Regions from separate parts of the Oncorhynchus mykiss genome. Here region 2 is linked to region 1. Evidence: chromatin contacts called from public Hi-C data. All regions are on one chromosome and are shown on one strand. Each heading gives the region's core, a stretch centred on a gene start, on an enhancer-like site or on the middle of the called end of the contact. The rest is flanking DNA. Distances are from core to core; before and after follow the strand shown. Region 1 holds the start of zgc:162872 (BAR_ACAPs and ArfGap_ACAP domain-containing protein). Region 2 holds the start of LOC110507327 (high mobility group protein B1).

What was found. A called contact is a pair of places that touch in the nucleus more often than the background predicts.
Region 2: a contact with region 1 is called in a Hi-C map of liver, with 6 times the contacts expected there. The contact joins the promoter of LOC110507327 here to the promoter of zgc:162872 in region 1. A contact is called at or near these places in 2 of 3 Hi-C or Micro-C datasets (blood and liver).

The regions. Positions count from the first base shown.
Region 1 is chr27:1,888,104-1,891,922 of USDA_OmykA_1.1, forward strand. zgc:162872 (BAR_ACAPs and ArfGap_ACAP domain-containing protein) reads right to left here and starts at 2,380. Exons shown (of 22, transcript XM_021587235.2): 1 at 1,762-2,380; 2 at 1,508-1,565; 3 at 1,276-1,395; 4 at 1,070-1,123; 5 at 911-969; 6 at 272-455. The coding sequence starts at 1,814.
Region 2 is chr27:2,493,307-2,497,236 of USDA_OmykA_1.1, forward strand. It overlaps LOC110507327 (high mobility group protein B1), which reads left to right and starts at 2,353. Exons shown (of 5, transcript XM_021587247.2): 1 at 2,353-2,491; 2 at 3,376-3,538; 3 at 3,702-3,847. The coding sequence starts at 3,392.

The sequences.
Region 1 (3,819 bases), core at 1,130-3,629:
ATCTAAGTAAGAATTACCTGAGTGCTACTCACTCCGCTAACAATTCCTATCCTGTGTAAACATCCCTAATCCCAAGTAGGGTTGCAAAATTCCAGAAAATGTCTCCAAAGTTCGCAGGTATTTTCAGAATTCCGGGCTGGAGACTTAACACCTTTACGAAATTTTGCAACCCTAATTAGTACCTCCTCAAACTAAATTTGAATATAACTAGCAGTTTATTTTCCAATTGTATGTATTGATCTTTGGTTATGCATCTGGCTATTGCATTTACCTGCAAGCAGTAATCAAGGGCAAAGTGCTGGTGACATTTGCGTGTGGCCAACAGAAGATGGCTGGCGCGCTCTGCATCGGTGACTTTGTGGCGGTATATCTGGGCATTTTTCACCGCCGCCGTCTCCAGATCCTCCCCAATCCGCACAAACTCCTTCCTAGTCTCTCCTAGCTGGGGTATGAACCTAAATGACAAAGACATAAAGGACATTTATGGTGCATTATGATGCAGTTATAATGCATTGTAAAACTTGTCATGAGCATGTCTTATAATTATCTCTTCTTCTTTTGTCACATACATCTGTTAGGTGTAGTGAAATGTGTTGTTTTACAGGGTCAGCCATAGTAGTATGGTGCCCCTGTAACAAATTAGGTTTAAGTGCCTTGCTCAAGGGCATCGAGAGATTTTTCATCTTTTCGGCTCGAGTATTCGAACCAGCAGTTACTGGCCCAATGCTCTTACCGCTAGGTTACCCTAATAATAATGATCCTGACTAGATTCCAGACATTTTGTGTAAGTTGAAATATCGAGAGACCTAAGTCTTATTATAAGACATTATTAAGGCTCATGCTTATAACAAGTTATAAGTGCACCTGTGTGTGTGTGTGTGTGTGTGTGTGTGTGTGCAAGGCAACATACTGTGTGAGAAGGTTTGACAGCTGCTGATTGATAGCTCTTTGCGTCTGGTCAAACAGCACCTAAAGACAGGAGAGAACCACTAGGAGAGTAAAACCTGCGCTGACTTAAGCACATAACAAGTGGACAACAATCATCCGTCTCAAGTGGAACTCAACTCACAGTATGAAAGTTGATCATCTCCTGTAGTCCTTGAATGAACTGACTCATGCAGTTCTATGAGGACAGAAGAGTAGAATCCAACAGACATCAATTTTGTGATAATAAAACAGAACCAAATTCCAATTTTAGCCTAATGATTTGTGTCCCTTATAATTGCCCCAAGCCCTTCTTTCCTACATTTTAACCCTCTCCCTGTTCATACATACCACGATGACGCTGTCACGTTTGTGATACGTGGAGAACTCGGCCAGTCCGGCGAGGAAATGCTGATTTGCTGTGTTGTATGCTTGCCCTGATTCAACCATCTTGCCACAGAGCTTCATCACCTGCATCAGGAGGTATACACACTCAGATATTTATGACTTACAATTGACATCACTGCAGAAGCAAAATCATCATGCTGCTTGCTACATTTTCAGAGCACAAAGAACTTTGCACCTTTTCCACTTGACTCTGCAGCTCTGCAACATCAGTTTGACACTTATCCAGGGTAAGCCTGAGCAAAACCAATAAAAACAGATTATTCCCCAGTCTCCAGAAACTCACCATCAGAGCTATGAAATGCACCATAGTGTCATAGTGTTATATTGTTTAAAATCATCTAGACCAGTGTTGTGACAGGTAGAGGAGCAAGGAGTTTTTCCTTAACACCTGAGCAGGAAAAACTCCAAGCCCTAGTGAAGGTTACCAACCTAAATGCAGGTGAGTCCTGGATGCATTCTTCATAGTCCAAGAATGAATCCATTTTGGCTGCGATTTCTCTTCAGTAGAACGGTAGCTGGCTAATAGCTTTGACAAAATTATTAAATGCAATGGGGAGACCTAGATAGCATTAAGCTAGCTAATACCGTTAAGCTAGCTATGTTTATAAACTGTCTATGCTATTCATGATACATATTTAAAGTCACAGCTTGCATCACTAACAGTGACAATAACATAACCAGTTGCTACAATTATAAAGAATAAAACAAAATGTAATTGACATGTTCAGTAGCTAGTGCATTAGCGGCATGCCTATCATTAGCCTTCGAGTAAAGGATAGCCTAAAGCTAGCCAGCTAGGTGTCCTTCCTTGAAAGACGATCGATGGGATGTGAAAAAATGTAATTCGTTTTTCTGAACACGAGCGGCAATGCCCGCTTACAACAAGTTATGGACTGCATGAGCGTGTAACAGCTCAACAGAATTTTAGATCTGTCCCTTTGTAATAACTAACTATAAATACTAGTCTCAAACAGCTGTCTCCGCATACATGCAAGATGTTGCCAATCGCTTTTTGTAAATATCCGATGATGACTATTTTTCTGCTAGCGGCACTAACGATGATGTCACGTTCTTATGATAATGAGAAAACCTTCAAAGTAAAAGCCGCTATTTCAAAACATTGCAAGGTGGATAAATCATTCTAAAGATAATACATTTGAATCCATGTCGATTTTTATTTTGCTTCTTAGCAAAAGCAAGAAGGAATTTATGGAAAATATATGTTAAAAAAATTCAGACCACTGTTGAAAAATACAAATTTTAGACTGGCATGTCACAATATTGGTGTTATAATGAAAAAAACTATTATTTGTGACAGTTTCAAAGTGGAGTTGGAAGTACTCATTAGAGTTTGTAGAATCTATATATGGTGTCATTTTATAGGGTACTGAATCATATGGAGTGTTGCTAGCCTTTTACTCCACCCATTGCATTGGCCACAATGAAAATCACTGTATATGCATTACATATAGGCTTATATAGAAAAAACGGTTGTTTGTGCGGATGTAAAAGTGGGGTTGAGAGTACTCATTAGGGTCTATAGAATCTATATATAGTGTCATTTCATGGGGCAATGAATAATAATACAGAGTGTTGCTGGCCTTTTACTACATCCATTCCATTGGCCACAATGAAAATCACTGTATATGCATTACATATTGGCTTATAACATTTTTTATTTTATTTGTGGCGATGTAAAAGTGGGGTTGGGAGTACTCAGTAGGATCCATAGAATCTACAGCACCAGTCAAAAGATTGGACACACGTACTCATTCAAAGGTTTTTCTTTATTTTTACTATTTCCTACATTGTAGAATAATAGTGAAGACATCAACACTATGAAATAACACATATGGAATCATGTAGTAACCAAAAAAGTGCTAAACAAATCCAAAATATATTTTATATTTGAGATTCTTCAAAGTAGCCACCCTTTGCCTTGATGACAGCTTTGCACACTCTTGGCTTTCTCTCAACTAGTTTCACCTGGAATGCTTTCCCAAAAGTCTTAAAGGAGTTCCCACATATGCCGAGCACCTTTTGGCTGCTTTTCCTTCACTCTGCGGTCCAACTCATCCCAAACCATCTCAATTGGGTTGAGGTCAGGTGAGTGTGGAGGCCAGGTCATCTGATGCAGCACTCCATCACTCTCCTTCTTGGTCAAATAGCCCTTACACCGCCTGGAGGTGTGTTGGGTCATTGTCCTGTTGAAAAACAAACAATAGTATGCAAATCAGATGGGATGGCATATCACTGCAGAATGCTGTAGTAGCCATGCTGGTTAAGTGTATGGAACGCCGTTTGGGTCTTTATGTGTCAAAAAAGATACACGTCAAATAACAATATGCAAATATTGGCCAATAACAAATAAGGTGCATGTGAAGCCAGCCATGTGAAAAACATTTTCAATCATAATCACCAACAAACTAATAAGTTGTGTCGAACCTTGAAAACATGAGACGGCTTTTAAAGTTTTGCCAACCAAGG
Region 2 (3,930 bases), core at 1,103-3,602, 610 kb after region 1:
CTAGTAAAACATGCTGAAACTAGAACCTTGTTGTCGTTCCTCCTTATTTTAGATGATGCTACACTCTAGTGCAGTACAACTGTTTTTCACAGCATTGCAACCACCTTTGAAAAAAATGTATGGATAAGTGGACATACTTTTATTTGTATTATTGTATTATTTATACCAGCATTTCTTTAGAAAGTTTACACACATACTGATATGTCGAAGCTATTGTATTGGCTATATTTAACGAAGTATACTTTTAATCAAGTAAAAATATATGTAATTAGAATTACGCAATAGAGTCTGCAAAACATAATTTGGTCTATTGTGCTGACCAACTGGTTTTATACAGAGTGTTGGTGACTCCTAACTCCACCCACTCCATTCACTGTATATTAATTACATATTGGATCAGAGAGAAAAAATATCTGGCGTTTCGTGGGAAGTCGAGTTGGAAGATTGATGCACTTCAGATGAAATTAGTAGTTAATAGAGAGAAATTCTGTTGTTTTGTTTTTTGAGGTGGAGTCCCTCCATACAGTGGTGAAGTTGGGGTGTATGAATTACTGTGTAAAAGCATTTGTCCCAAGATTGTAATCGCTGTAGTGCCTTTGTTGGTGGATAGGCATATTCTACAGGTTAGAAAGGTCGACTTTGTACTCTTTATGGCTATGGTGATCAACGACACTGCATAAGTGGAGAAAAAGTTTTAAAAAATTGACAACATTGTTGAATGCGGCGGAGCAGTTTCTGAGATTGGAGGACTTCTCTGCGAATGAGTCACATGGAAGGCTATCACAAGCCGTACTACTCTCTCAGGCCCCAGAGCCTGAGTCGGGAGATATGGAACTTTGAAGAACGGAAGACTTGGGAGTCTGTTTTGCTTGGTTTTGTTTCGTCAACTATTTTAGCTGTGAGGAGGAACTTTGTTTTTCCCCATCAAGTATGGTTTTCTTTTTTACTTTGAATCCAGTAGTGGGCAGCAATACAACTTTTTGAATGTCGTCCCCATCAAAACCCTCATCTCGTACAAACCATCCTGATCTCGCAAGCTTACATTCTGTTTCACTAGATCAGGATTGTTCGTACGAGGCACCTAAAACCACTGAGGTAAATAAGCACGTGAGACTGCGTCCAAGATGACCGCCGTTGTTTTCAAGGAAATCTACTCACATTCGCATATGCCGATTGAGGACCGTCTATATTTGGGTTGCATCCGGTTTATATGGACCAGCATCTGCATACAGTTTATACGGACAAACATCACATGCACACTAGCACTCAGTGCACACAGGGAGCAGCATGAGCAGTGACGAGTCCGACGTCATCATCAGGTCATCCTAAAATATGGCAGACATTGGAAGAATATAAAATATGAATATCTTTGGCTGTGAGTGATGGGGGGATCGGCCTCAGAGAAAATTATTTTAATAATTAAATAGATGTTTACTGTACAAAAAGTGATGACAAAAGTGTTTTATTAGGAATTTTCAAATCTGACTTCTTCGTTTAAACTGCTGTACCGAAGCAAAACTGTAGGCGCTGTCGAAACCGTACTTCTAGACCGGAACCCTGGCCACCTGACTAAAGCCCCTCTCCAGAGGGTAGTGAGGTCTGCACAACGCATCACCGGGGGCAAACTACCTGCCCTCCAGGACACCTACACCACCCGATGTCACAGGAAGGCCATAAAGATCATCAAGGACAACAACCACCCGAGCCACTGCCTGTTCACCCCGCCATCATCCAGAAGGCGAGGTCAGTACAGGTGCATCAAAGCAGGGACCGAGAGACTGAAAAACAGCTTCCATCTCAAGGCCATCAGACTGTTAAACAGCCACCACTAACATTGAGTGGCTGCTGCCAACACACTGACTCAACTCCAGCCACTTTAATAATGGGAATTGATGGGAAATGATGTAAAATATATCACTAGCCACTTTATACAATGCTACCTAATATAATGTTTACATACCCTACAATATTCATCTCATATGTATACGTATATACTGTACTCTATATCATCTACTGCATCTTTATGTAATACATGTATCACTAGCCACTTTAACTATGCCACTTTGTTTACATACTCATTTCATATGTATATACTGTACTCAATACCATTTACTGTATCTTGCCTATGCCGCTCTGTACCATCACTCATTCATGTATCTTTATGTACATATTCTTTATCCCCTTACACTTGTGTGTATAAGGTAGTAGTTTTGGAATTGTTAGCTAGATTACTTGTTGGTTATTACTGCATTGTTGGAACTAGAAGCACAAGCATTTCGCTACACTCGCATTAACATCTGCTAACCATGTGTATGTGACAAATAAAATTTGATTTGATTTGAACTAAGAAGATCCACATTTCAATTGTGGGCTTTTATTTTGAAGGATTTAATATTACCATACGAAAGTGACGGGATTGTTTGTACTTCTGGCGGAATATTAATCACCGTCCCATTGTTGTTTGTTGAGGCAGCTGGCTAGCTAACTTAGGGTATGTATTAACACCACAAATATTAGCTAAAATATTTAGCGAGTTATTGGAAATAAGAACATGGCAATTATTTATTTTTGTTGAAATGTGTGTATTATGCTGAGCATTCATAAAACATTAGCTTGTTAACTAGCTATGTAGATGGGGGGGCTAACAAAGACAGCGAACAACCACCCTTTTTCAGGCACCACCTAAAACGATTTCACTAACGTTAGTTGATTTTACAAACTCATGGAAGCCAGACATCTATCGAGCTATATTTGAGTACATCTAGAGAGCTACCTAACGTTAGTTATTTTTGCTATAGCTAGCTGGCTAGCCGTGGCTAACAAGCAAGCTTGGCTGCTGCGCTGACGTTAGGTAACGTTAACAGAGAGCATCTCGATTTTCTTGGCTGTAAACGTTGTTTTGTACCATGTGATACGAGTCAGATTTTCAGTCTCGATTGAGTTTTTAGCAACACTAACACGTTAGTTAGTTAGCTATAACGGTTCGCTAGCACACTGCAAGGCTACGGTTCGTTACCTACGACACAACAATGGGATGGATCCATGATGGCTAGCTAGTAACTAACTATATGCTGAGTGTTGTGTTGAGGGGGCTGGATTCGAAGATAGCGAACTGCCGTTGTAGCTAGCGACAGCACAACAACCCTTTGCACAATCGCACCGTTAATTAGTTGCAAACAGTAGAAAAATATGTTTTGCATTTAGTTAGCATTATTAGTGATTACAAATGTTTATTTGCAAGAAAGGTCGTGTACCCCCAGCCCCCATTATTTGTTATGGGCAGCTAGGGAGGGACACACATTTAATATGGCCAAAGCTCAGGGTGACAAATTTGGCTTTATGTTTTTGAAACTGTATCTACTGTATCTCTCCTAGACCTACACAAGTCACCATGGGGAAAGATCCTAGGAAACCGAGAGGCAAGATGTCGTCATATGCTTACTTCGTGCAGACCTGCAGGGCGGAGCACAAGAAGAAACACCCCGAAGCCAGTGTCAACTTCGCTGAGTTCTCCAAGAAATGCTCAGAGCGATGGAAGGTAGCATTACACAACAGTGAATGAATGTGACGTGACATGTTTCTGGTATATGATTATGGCTATATTTCCACCATAGTATGTTTTGTTACACTTGAGTGACCTTGTGGACAGTCTAGCGGTGGCCATGTAGATATGTAATCTGAATTTATACCTCTATATCTAGCCCATGTCTCCTAAAGAAAAAGGCAAGTTTGAAGACATGGCGAAGCAAGACAAGGTCCGCTACGAGAGAGAAATGAAGAACTACATCCCACCCAATGGCCAGAAAAAGAAGAGGTTCAAGGATCCTAATGCCCCCAAGAGACCACCGTAGGTTTGCATGGCAGCTAGACTGGATAGCAATTATAAAGGTGAATTAAACTTCCCTTTGAATTGACATGCGTTTGTTTTTG